Linked DNA regions of Sus scrofa: regions 1 and 2 are each linked to region 3. The links are chromatin contacts, called in public HiChIP or PLAC-seq and promoter capture Hi-C maps. All regions are on one chromosome and are shown on one strand. Each heading gives the region's core, a stretch centred on a gene start, on an enhancer-like site or on the middle of the called end of the contact. The rest is flanking DNA. Distances are from core to core; before and after follow the strand shown. Region 1 holds the start of SLC9B1 (sodium/hydrogen exchanger 9B1). Region 2 overlaps SLC9B2 (mitochondrial sodium/hydrogen exchanger 9B2). Region 3 holds the start of SLC9B2 (mitochondrial sodium/hydrogen exchanger 9B2).

What was found. Promoter capture Hi-C pulls out the DNA fragments that hold promoters and counts their contacts. HiChIP or PLAC-seq counts read pairs in DNA pulled down with a chosen protein or histone mark.
Region 1: a contact with region 3 is called in a promoter capture Hi-C map of liver, with 2.2 times the contacts expected there. The contact joins the promoter of SLC9B1 here to the promoter of SLC9B2 in region 3. A contact is called at or near these places in 1 of 5 promoter capture datasets (liver), 4 of 47 Hi-C or Micro-C datasets (epiblast stem cells, fetal heart ventricle and liver) and 1 of 2 datasets of contacts at active chromatin or transcription factors (skeletal muscle).
Region 2: a contact with region 3 is called in an H3K27ac HiChIP or PLAC-seq map of skeletal muscle. The contact joins the enhancer-like site here to the promoter of SLC9B2 in region 3. A contact is called at or near these places in 5 of 47 Hi-C or Micro-C datasets (epiblast stem cells, fetal heart ventricle, heart right ventricle and 2 more) and 1 of 2 datasets of contacts at active chromatin or transcription factors (skeletal muscle).

What each region holds. Positions count from the first base shown.
Region 1 is chr8:118,050,632-118,054,268 of Sscrofa11.1, reverse strand. SLC9B1 (sodium/hydrogen exchanger 9B1) reads right to left here and starts at 2,178. Exons shown (of 13, transcript XM_013989374.2): 1 at 1,636-2,178.
Region 2 is chr8:118,030,210-118,034,324 of Sscrofa11.1, reverse strand. It overlaps SLC9B2 (mitochondrial sodium/hydrogen exchanger 9B2), which reads right to left. Exons shown (of 11, transcript XM_021100729.1): 9 at 3,092-3,198; 10 at 624-773. Among named protein-coding and RNA genes, the nearest start is that of SLC9B1, 20 kb to the left of the region's middle. Within about 2 kb of position 2,069, at least 3 of the 83 cell types and tissues checked have an H3K27ac peak or open chromatin away from gene starts, as enhancers often do. A contact at or near this core is called in skeletal muscle, where this site is marked.
Region 3 is chr8:117,995,268-117,999,240 of Sscrofa11.1, reverse strand. It overlaps SLC9B2 (mitochondrial sodium/hydrogen exchanger 9B2), which reads right to left and starts at 2,464. Exons shown (of 11, transcript XM_021100729.1): 1 at 1,961-2,464.

The DNA.
Region 1 (3,637 bases), core at 929-3,428, 55 kb before region 3:
GTGATGGTGTTTTTGATGGTCTTTTAAAAAATCAAGTTCTTTCCTCTCTTGGGCTTTTACAACAGAAGTTTCCTTTACCTGCAATGCTTTGATCCCAAATATTTCCATGGTTGGCTTTTTTATATCACTGGGGTCTCAGCAGAAATGTCAGCTCTTCGGAGAGGCATTCCCTAATCAATCTAAAGTAACCCCTCCCTCAGTTCCTCTCACTTCATACTGTTTTACGTCTTCACTGCACTCACCACTATCCAAAATCTCCTTGTTCATATATCGTTTACCTGTTTATTTTCTGTCTTTGCTACAACTTAAGCTCCATGAGAACAGGGATTTTGCCCGTCTATTTTAACCACTGCATTCACAATGCCTGGCAAAACAGCAGATTCCCTAAAAATACTTGATGAGTTCCTGTCCCTGACCAAGCCACTCACCGTCTCCAACTCACAGCTGTGGGCTTACTATTGCTCGACTTAGTTCTGAGTATAGACAATACAAAAGCGAATAAGGCATGGCTCCTTAAATTCTCATCCATTTATTCTTTCAATAAATATTTTCTGAACTTATATTGTACTATCTTCCAGCCACTGCTCAATATCAGTGTTTAGTTCCCTCGTCAGTAAAATGGTGTTCTGTTAACCAACTCGATCTTACAGGGTGTATAAACAAGACGATATGAAAATATACAAAATGGGAAGTGCTATAAAAATGTTACTTTATAAATTGCTATTACTGCTCCTGCCTCTTTCCTTTTGTCTGGTACTGGGCAGGAGCTTAAGAGAGTCAACTGACAAAAGTCAACAGTATAATAAATTCTAGTACTCAAGGGAGGTAATAAATAGGAATACCCTTTCTGTAGTCACATGGTGACTAAAAAGTCGGGTGCACGAATTCTTTATCTGTGATAGTAATAGGTGTTAATTTCCCACACCTCCGTTGCACAAATAACAATACCACTGATCCCTATTAACGTTAGGGAGTGGGGTGTGACCTCTTTTGGTGCCACCCAAGCCAATCATCCCCCTCCAATACCCCATCTGATTTTTCATCGACTATAGGACACACACCGAGCGGCGTCAGTGACCAGGTTTGGGCCTGTACAACTCTTATAAGGGCTCCTGAATGATAAGCCTGACACATGGTACCTGTACAACTGTCCTCGACCCTTCGAAAGCACCAATCTAAAGCGCTTGTCCACCGTGATAAAGCTGAAAGAAATAGGCGAGGCGAGAGCCCTGTGAGGAGGCAGGTGAGCCTTCCCAGGATCAATCCTGGAACCCATCTCCAACCACCGGAGCTCACGAAGTTTCATGTGTAGATATTTACCGGTTAATATCGGCACCGGTGAATGTCTGCGGTTAATAAAACTAACTTTTCACTCAGTCTTTTCTGACCTCTTCCTTCTTCCTTGCGAATGCCGGGAAAATGAGAGAAAGAAACGGAGGAGGAAGGGAGAGACTAAAGAAGAGAGATGTGGGGTGAGGGAGGAGAGAACCCAGTCAGGGAGAGGGAGAAAAAGATCTGTGGCTGGTTCCCCAGCGCCGGGTAAAGGGGCAGATGGACGCGCCTCTGAACTAACGGAGGAAAAGGCTGCGGGACTTGGGCCCAAGGTGAGAGTACAGAAAACTGGGCCATACCTACCACTCCTTCGGCATCCTCCACGACCCCGGGCGCGGCCCTTACGCCCAGCAACCGCCGCGAAAATCTCGAGCAGCTCTGGAGCAAACGCCGCCGGACCTCGGAGCGCGCGGTGGGCAGCTCGGACGCCGGCGTCTGGGCGGGGCCGGGAGAGGGGCGTGGCCGGGCGAGGGGCGGGGCTAATAGCAACGGGGCGGAGCTGGAGGGGCGGGGCTGACGCGTTTAATTGGTCGTGGTCCGCCCCCATCTGGGAAGCTAGAGGGCACTATGGTTCACTGGGTCCGCCTGGTGTTGTTTTCAGTCTCTTCAGCCCTTTTCTTTCCGTATCTCTTCTGAATATTGATCAACTGTAGACCAATATTGTTGTAGGAGTCCAGGGATACAGTCGACCCCTGTAACGTCAAAACTCACGTCATGTTGCTCCTTAAATCGTCTTAAATTTAGTGCAGTCTTGGGAATTCCCAGGTGTGGCTCAGCAGGTTACCAACAGGGCTAGTATCCATGGGGATGCTGGTTGGATCCCTGGCCTCCCATAGTGGGTTAACATCTGGTGTTGCTGTGAGCTGTGGTGTAGGTCGCAGACGTGGCTTTCGGGGTCCATGGTGCTGTGGCTGTGGCATAGGCCTGCTGATTCAAGCCCTAGCCTGGGAACTTCCATATGCCACAGGTGTGGCCCTAATAAGCAAAAAGACAAATCAAAACAAAATTAATGCAGTCTTAACAGAGCTTGGCGTTTGGGGTCACGACTGAGTTAAAGTTTAGCACTGCCACTTTATAGCTATGGGACCACATAATCTACCCAAGCTTCGGTTTTCTTATCTGTAAAGGATGTGGTGGTGTTGTGAGACTAAAAGAACTGATGCGTGGCAAGTGTCTGGAACAGGACTTGATACAAAGTAAACACTCAATATCCTGTTATCACTATAAACCTTTTTTTTTTTTTCCCTCGCACGAAATCTTAGGTGGAACCTTTCATATGAAACAAAGGAAAGCAGAGTTGCTCTTTTAAAGATGGTCCCAGAAGCTTTGGGTTCTCATTCCCATAGGTGGTCTTCAAGTTTCCTCTAATGGAATCCCCAAGCTTGCTAAAACAGATGAAAACAACTGTTATTGGAGAAAGTCCAAACTTAGAAAGTCAAACTGACCTTTTCTATTTTTTTCTCCTGATACTCCAAACAACCTCTTCTCCTGCACACACTGTATTCCTCCTTGCCTTCATGTTTTTTCTAAAGTCATTCTATCGGGAGCGGGAGTGCTCCTTTTCTCCTTATTTATCATTTAAGATATGACTCAAATTACAACTCTTTCTTGGGTGACTGAATAAGAGATTCTTTTTTTTAATTTAATTTAATTTAATTTTATTTATTATTATTTTTTTTGGTCTTTTTTTTTTTTGCTATTTCCTTGGGGCGCTCCCGCGGCATATAGAGGTTCCCAGGCTAGGGGTCAAATTGGAGCTGTAGCCACTGGCCTACGCCAGAGCCACAGCAACACAGGATCCGAGCCGCGTCTGCGACCTACACCACAGCTCACAGCAATGCCGGATCGTTAACCCATTGAGCAAGGGCAGGGACCGAACCCGCAACCTCATGGTTCCTAGTCGGATTCATTAACCACTGCGCCACGAAGGGAACTCCAAGAGATTCTTTTTTACTGTAACCTCCTCCTACCTTCAGCATGGTGTAGACAGCTCAGAAAGGACTGAGTCATTTTCTCTCTTGTTTTAGGAAAGCTCACAGTTTTTTGTGATTACAGGGTTAAGGAAATGCTTTGTTCTCATGGTAGGTAAGGAAAAAACAAGTAGATCCCCAAGGATACTGGGAAGAAGGACCTTTGAGAGGAGTCTGACGGCCTCCAGGGCTCTGCTCTGTGCCCCATATGCAATACAGTGCTGGAGGTCAAATCCTTTCCTTTTAAGGAAAATGGAGGGCACATTAACAAACATGAGTTTTGGAATTCTGACCAGGTCAGAGGGCTTGGGCCATATTTAATTTAGAGTAGTCAA
Region 2 (4,115 bases), core at 820-3,319, 35 kb before region 3:
AAACTAGAAACAATCCAATGTCTGTTAGTAGGAGACTGATTAAACAGAGTAGAGCAACAGCTATACCATGGATGCTCTACAGCCCTTACAAAGAATAAGGAAGGCAGCATGCAAATAGGACCATGATATATTTTAAGATGTTAAGTTATAGATTGGAATGTGGGGGGGAAAGGATGTAGGTGTGTGCACTTGGGCATACATCTACACATGCATAGAAAATCGTTTGTTGTTTTTTGGTTGTTTTTGTTGTTGCTGTTGTTTTTGTCTTTTGTCTTTTTAGGGCCACACCATATGGAAGTTCCCAGGCTAGGGGTCCAATCGGAGCTACAGCTGCCGGCCTGTGCCATAGCCACAGCAACACCAGATCCAAGCCACACCTTCGACCTACACCACATCTCACGGCAACGCTGGATGCTTAACCCACTGAGCAAGGCCAGGGATCAAACCCGCAAGTTTATGGTTCCTAGTCGGATTTGTTTCTGCTGCACCACAATGGGAACTCCAGAAAATCGTTTTTAATGATTCAATAATTTCATTAATTTGATGTTAGGAAATTTCCTGGAAAGAAAACATGAATCTGTTCAGAAAGTAATCACAAGCAGAGGAACGTAAAACGAATTCACCTTTGTGCTGGCCCATCCCTTGCCCGCGAGGAAAGCCATGACCAACGTGCAGAGTCCTCCAGACCCAGGAAAACCAAAATACGTGCTGCTAAACACAGCCAGCACTGCCAGCCCCAGGACCAGGTACGCTCTCTTCCATACGAGCTTGTCCTTGAGGAGAAAAGGGGCTGGTTAGTGCAATTATTTCAGACAACTGATTTCTATTTATTGATTTCTCCATATTCAGGACTTGGTAGGAAATAAAAATGTCCTTTGTCTGTGCACATGAATGCATGATATAACATTTACTTTCTTTTCCTTAGTAAAAATAGAATTAGCCCACGTACAAATGTAGGTTCCTCTCCAGGGATGCCAGTTATTTTTCTCTGTAGTTATCAAAGCAGAATTTTACAGCGCTAAATGGAAGAGCAGGAAGAAGCATATGGGCTTTGGAGTCAGACAGACCAGGGTTAAAATTCTCTCTTTTACACCATGGGCGTATGCAGTTGGCCACATTACTTCCAAGCTTCCGTTCCTTCTTCCTGAAAGCAGTTACATCACAGGGATTCTGTCAAGGCTAAAAATATATCTCTACTATTTTGAGGCGCTTTCTGTTCACTCTTTAATGTGGTGCTCTCCTGGTTTTTCTTTCTAAATCCTTGAGTACCAAGAAGCTTTAATAGCCTCTAGACTGATAGTAGTGTTTTGTTATTGTTGATTTTTGAAGTCTAAGAAATGCGGACTTTTTTATTTTTACTTTTCCCTGTTCAGCCTTTTAAACTTCTTGATCACTTTAGAAGGAAGGCAGGACTTAAGAAATCGTGACTTGGAGGCATGCAGGCTCTGGCCTGGGTTACCTGAGTTCATTCCCAGGTGCACTGCTTTCCAGCTATATGACCTTGTTTAACTCACTTCTGCCCAAGCCTCATTTTCCTCATCAGTAAAAATGGTCATATTAATAGTATGCTCTTCAAGTGCTATGGTGTGGGTTGCACTAGATCAGCACTTTCCAACAGAACATTCCGTGACGACGGGAATTTCTGTATTGGCACTGTCTATGGAAATGTCCTTTATCTGCAACGGCCACAGGCAGCTAGTGGCTGCTATACTGAATGAGAGCACGTTATTGTACTTACAACATACTTTATACACAGTAAACACTAATACGTAAGCTACTATTTTTCTCTTTCTTTTGCTGTTTAATTAGAAAATTTTATAATTTTCTTTTATGCATCTATAAAATCTTCTATAGACAATCTCACGTGGAGCTTTTTGGAGCACATTAAAATTCAAACCAACATACATTCTGATAATGTTAGTTCTACTTTAGTTAATTTCTTTCTGTGTGTGTGTGTGTGTGTGTGTGTGTGTGTGTGTGAGATTTTGCCTTTTCTAGGGCCGTACCTGTGGCATATGGAGGTCCCCAGGCTAGGGGTCTAATCCGAGCTGTAGTTGCTGGCCTATGCCAGAGCCACAGCAACTTGGGATCTGAGCTGCATCTTCGACCTTCCCCATAGCTCATGGCAATGCCAGATCCTTAACCCACTGAGCGAGGCCAGGGATGGAACCTGCAACTTCATGGTTCCTAGTCTGATTCGTTAACCACTGAGCCATGATGGGAAATCCTACTTTAGTTAATTTCTAACTACATTCAAAATGCTCTGAAATCTCAAAATAATGCCAGTTCTCACAGGAAAAAAAGACTTTCATGTGATAATTCTGAGAGACTTAAGTGGGTAAAGGAGAATAAAACCTTTTTTTTTAATTAAGATATCATTGGGTATAGTGAAAAACTTTGATATCTTTGGTGAGAAATATTGGACTATATTACAACGACATGTTAAGGTCTATCTATTTGATAGTATTAGAATCTAAGGTATTTTGATACTGTAGAAGAATTTAAGGTATTTGGATACTTAAAAAGGTGGGGGGCCCAAAAGCCATTTTATATTCTGATTTAGTTGAGTACTACGAATAATAATAAAAACAAATAAAATTTTAAAAGACACGTATTAGTTTAGAATTGATATTATCTGTTTCACAGTGAAATTTGAAGTATACAGAATACAGAGAAAAAAATTCCAGGACTGCATTAAAATCTTATGTATCCAGCCCTTTTCATAAACCCTATGGACAGCACCGATATTGCAATTAGCAGTATTAAATTGGGGGCCCATTCTTCTAAATCACATACTTCACATCAGCTTTCAGGGGTGTTCTAGAATGCTTCCCCAATGACATTTTTTTATTTTTTCATTTTTTGGCCGCCCCACGGCATATAAAGTTCCCAGGCCAGGGACCAGATTCAAGCCATAGTTTCAACCTAAGCCACAGCTGTGGCAAGGCTGGATCCTAAACCCAATGTGCTGGGTTAGGGATTGAACCTGCGACCCAGCACTCCCAAGATGCCTCCTATCCCACTGTGACACAGTGGAAACTCCTCCAATGACATTTTAGAGCATGACTTTTCCACAGATTATTTATTTTACCTGGTCACTGCTTGGAAAATACTGAATAAAAAATCCAAGAAGGAATCCAGCTGCCATCCCAATTACAACCTCCAAAACTCCCTTGAGGACATTAAAAACTGTGGAACCTTAAAAATACATAAGAAGAAAAACTTCAGACAGAATTCTAAATCCATAAATACACAGCCTTTAATCAACAACATAAAGCGTCTGATTTACATAGAAGGAAAAGTTCATAGATATTTCCTGCTCTCCACATTCTTAACTATATGTGAGTTAGAATGTCTCACATATAAAATGGGCTTATATTGAGAAAGATATGTATATTGTATCTGTATATTGGAGATAAATTTCAAAACTAGCATAAGCTATGATTTGTGTATCTTTTCCTTGTTTACTTCAGTATGTATCTACTTTATTACTAAAAAATATGAAAGATTGGCACAACACTGTAAATCAACTATAATAAAAATAAAATTTCATTATTGTAGAAAAAAGAAAATATGAAAGATAAAATTCATGAATCAGAGCTAATATGTTCTAATACATTATATGCATAGGCTAGGTAAATAGATCTAATATTCAAATTACCATTTAAGAGCTTGATTTTTTTTTTTTTTTTTGTCTTTTCTTGTCTTTTTGCCATTTCTTGGGCCGCTCCTGCGGCATATGGAGGTTCCCAGGTTAGGGGTCGAATTGGAGCTGTAGCCACCAGCCTACGCCAGAGCCACAGCAATGAGGGATCTGAGCCGCGTCTGCGACCTACACCACAGCTCACGGCAACGCTGGATCCACAGCTCGAACCTGCAACTTCATGGTTCCTAGTCGAATTTGTTAACCACTGCACCACAACGGGAACTCCGAGAGCTTGATTTTTTAATAATAAATGCACATTGATCTTAGTACCTCTAAAAATGTCTAGAATGTAGTAACTTAAGAATTCGGTAATTAAAGTCAAGACTACAATGAAGGTAGGGGACTTACCCCTTCTCAATGTTATTTCTAAGAGTAAATCTGAAAACAAATTATTTTTTTAATTTCTTTA
Region 3 (3,973 bases), core at 1,215-3,714:
CAAGTATTTTAAACAGAAAGATGTAATATAGAGAATTAAGTGAATTGTTGACAGGCTAGAGATTGTTGAAAGGCCTACAAGTGTTGCCTCTTGGCTAGGCCTCCAGGAGTGACTTCTAGAACACTAGTAAATGAACCACCATGGAATATACTATTTTTTTTTTTTTTTGTCTTTTTTGTCTTTTGTTGTTGTTGTTGTTGTTGTTGCTATTTCTTGGGCCGCTCCCGTGGCATATGGAGGTTCCCAGGCTAGGGGTTGAATCGGAGCTGTAGCCACCGGCCTACGCCAGAGCCACAGCAACGCGGGATCCGAGCCGCGTCTGCAACCTACACCACAGCTCACGGCAACGCCGGATCGTTAACCCACTGAGCAAGGGCAGGGACCGAACCCGCAACCTCATGGTTCCTACTCGGATTCGTTAACCACTGCGCCACGACGGGAACTCCGGAATATACTATTTTTGCCACAATCAGGAAACTCAGAGGGACTGTGGAGTTCAAGAACACATTGACGCTGTAACCCTGAGAAGCTGGGCTCTGGAAGCTGTCTGGACCGGGAATTCAGAATGTGCTCGTGCCCTCCCTCAACTACTCCTCACAAGCTAGGAAGCTGGTAATTCAACACGGCACGCTGAGTCTGGCTGCTGGACATCCCAGCCAATATCCACAACACTGTAGACTGGACACTGATATCTTGTGTACCTTCTCTGCCAACAGAAAACAGCTGAAAATAGCAAGGAGTGTACTGAAGAGCACGGCTAATGGACGCTGGTAAAGAGACACTTGCCTCACCTCTGCCTTTGAAATCACAGGCAAGTCATCTACTTGCTGGACCCTACCTACACAGCCAGAACTCTGGAAGAGCGTCTGGGAAATATTCTTTGCTTTCCGGTTTCTCCTACACCAGAAGGCACAGGTAGGCAGGAGTGTGAAGTGCCAAACTTCCATATCCAGCTCAGCAACTCTCAGTGTTGACCCCGACTCAGGCCTACGTCACTGACGTTTCCCCCCTTATTCTATCATGCCTTCTATGGACATTCTAAAAAGGCAAAAATCTAGTCAGTAAGATTGTAACTCTAAAGGTTTTAATATGCTAGAAAATATACAAATCAGCCACTCTGCTCACATCATTAGCATAGGGTAAATCACACTACCTCGTTACTTGTTAGGTATATTCTGACCCATTGAATTTTGAGCTCCTGAATGGCAGAAAGTGCATTAAATTCCTATTTGCATCTCCTGTTCCCATGCCTGCTTGGCCCAGAGGAGATGCACAGGTATTTGCAAAATTAAAAACTTTCATTCTTGACTTAGAAGCAGTAAACCAGAACTTCATGAGATACTGTACAGCAGCAGTAAAATCTGGTGGAGGCCGCATGACAGAGGAGTGGGGAAAGGGGGTTTTAGTCTCTCAGAGAAAACAGAGGTAGACCTGGCTAAGGAAGCTACCTGCTCTGTCTCTAGCCATTGGTGTCCTGGATTTCTTGATGGGAGGCTAAAGTCAATGATGCCTTCCTGCTATGAATCTTTTAGGGCAACAAAACATACCGGGATTCTATGGTGAGGTAACAAGGATGTGATAACAAGCTGATGCCTGGTAAGTCACATAAAGCCTCAGACGCAGTGTGCGCTTAAGAGCAGGAGGTTATTTATATTCCCCAATCAGTAGGATCTGATTAGTCGTAGCACATCAGGGGTGCTAACCCTAGGCCACAGTAGCAACAACTTCTAGTGGATTTGAGAACTAAAACAAAAACAAATAATAAGAACCTACTCCAGTAACTACCTACAGTAGACAGACACACAGCCAGCCAGCCAGCCAGCCAGCCACCCCTTTGCGCACAACCAGAAGGCGCTGGGCGCTCGGCTCCCGGTTTCTGGCCCACAAGGCCTACATGTTGCCGCCGCGGGTGCGGGTTTAATTTACCCCCCAGTGCTCTCGGGGGTGAGGGGGTACTCACCTCGCGCTCCGGGGCCCAGGCACCCGGGTCGGCCCCAAGGGTGAGCAAAGTGGCTCACAAGTCCTCTGGGGAGCCGGGTCGAACCTTGCGCGCTAGGTTTCCGGGTCGCGCATCGCCCCAGGCAGCGCCGGAGGCTGCAATTATTGCAAATACCGGGGCGCCGGTTGCCCGCAGCCCCGCCTTCTTCGCTCGGCGTAGGCGGTCCGGTGACGGAGACCCGCCGGGTGGTCCCTGCAGGGAGCCCGGGCGGGTCGGGGCCCAGCAGTAACTGGCCCCACGCGCTTTCCGCAGGTTTGGGGCTGCAGGGCGCGGACTCAGGCTCTGCGTGGGGCTAGGGGACCCGGAGGACAGCTGGCTCACTTCTCGGGACCTACGGGCGGCGCCGCCAGCCCCCGGGGACCGGACGAGCGCGCCTCCCTGGGAAGCTACGAGGATGGTGGCCCAGCGCGCGCCGACCCTGGCGTCGTCTCGCCCGGCGAGGACGAGCTCCTGGGCGAGGACGCGCAGCGCTGGCTCTTGAGCATCCAGGAGTGCGGCCCGGGCAGCGAATTGCTGGCTTTGTCGTCCCCCTCTACATTCTGAGTTTTAACCCCCGTCTTTAGAAGTGTCTTCTCCAGTGGGGCGGGAAGACGAGATTCTCTCTACTAGTGAACGACTAAGTGGGATAAAAGACTTGTTTGTCCTTCTCCCTTTTTTTTTTTTTAATTTTTTTTTTTTTTTGTCTTTTTTAGGGCTCCTCCCGCGGCATATGGAGCTTCCCAGGCTAGGGGTCCAATCGGAGCTGTGGCCTCAGCCTACACCACAGCCACAGCCACAGCCACACGGGTCTGCAACCTACACCACAGCTCAGGGCAACACGGATCCTTAACCCACTGAGCAAGGCCAGGGATCGAACCTGTCACCTCATGGTTCCTAGTCGGACCACTGAGCCACGATGGGAACTCCCTTTTATCGCTTCTTTAGCACTTGCCCTTCTTGCTGTATGGGTTTAGGTTTTCACCTGTTCATCAGCAGTTTGATTCTTTTGCATTTCGTTCTCCTTTCCATTACCTTGTCTTCCGTTCCTTTATAATCCTTCCTCCCCCCTTTAACTAAATGTGTGTATATGCGCGTGCGCCCTTTCGGGGGTAATTTTCATTTCCTTTAAGAAATAAAAATTGTCTTACCTGTTTTTCACCCTTTAACCAAGTGCCAATTTTAATCACCGTTTTTCAGGCAAGACGGACAATGTCACATAAATGTTTCCACTAGACAAAACCCACTCCTTCTCTCTCAGGTCCTCCTTTAGGAGAGAATGGATGAACTTCTTCAGAGCGCCTAAAATGATTATTTTTCTAAACAGAACACTTCCTCTCCTAAAGCTTGTAGAAGTTTCTAGTGACATCCAGCTTCCTCTTCCCGCAGGAATGAACTGTATTTTTCCTTATCTTTCAGTCATATGATCTTCATGATACATCACCCGATTTGATTAACACAACTTTGGAGAACAAGGAACTTTTGGCTAGCTTTACTTTGCTTTTATCATTTATAATGTTTTATAGTTTAGAGTTCTCTCTGAAAGAACTAACTCTGAGGAAACATTTGCTATTGTTAGAATCCATTTTGCAGTATCCATCACATGCTTATTTAGAATTCATTTTTTCATCGTTCACATATGCATGTAAGTACTTCATAAAATACTTAAAAGCTTCAGTGTTGTATTACTTCACTTGATAAGAAGTTATAGCATGTTGATTGATACATCAAAAGAAACCCAATCATTTGGCCCAGTTCCCTAATTTCACAAAGCAAAAAACTAAAATCCAAGACAAAGTGGATGATGTGGAGTCTAGGTAAAAAACCAAACTATAGGTGATCCAGTAGTGGAATATCTGGTCCAGAACCCTAAAGCAAATCATAATCAATGAACTCTTTAGGAATGCTAGTCAAAATGTCCTTTGCTTTCAGTTTTGACTCGTCTTCATCAAATGCATGTTCTTCCTCATACATAAAATGTTAGCCTTTCACTGTCCA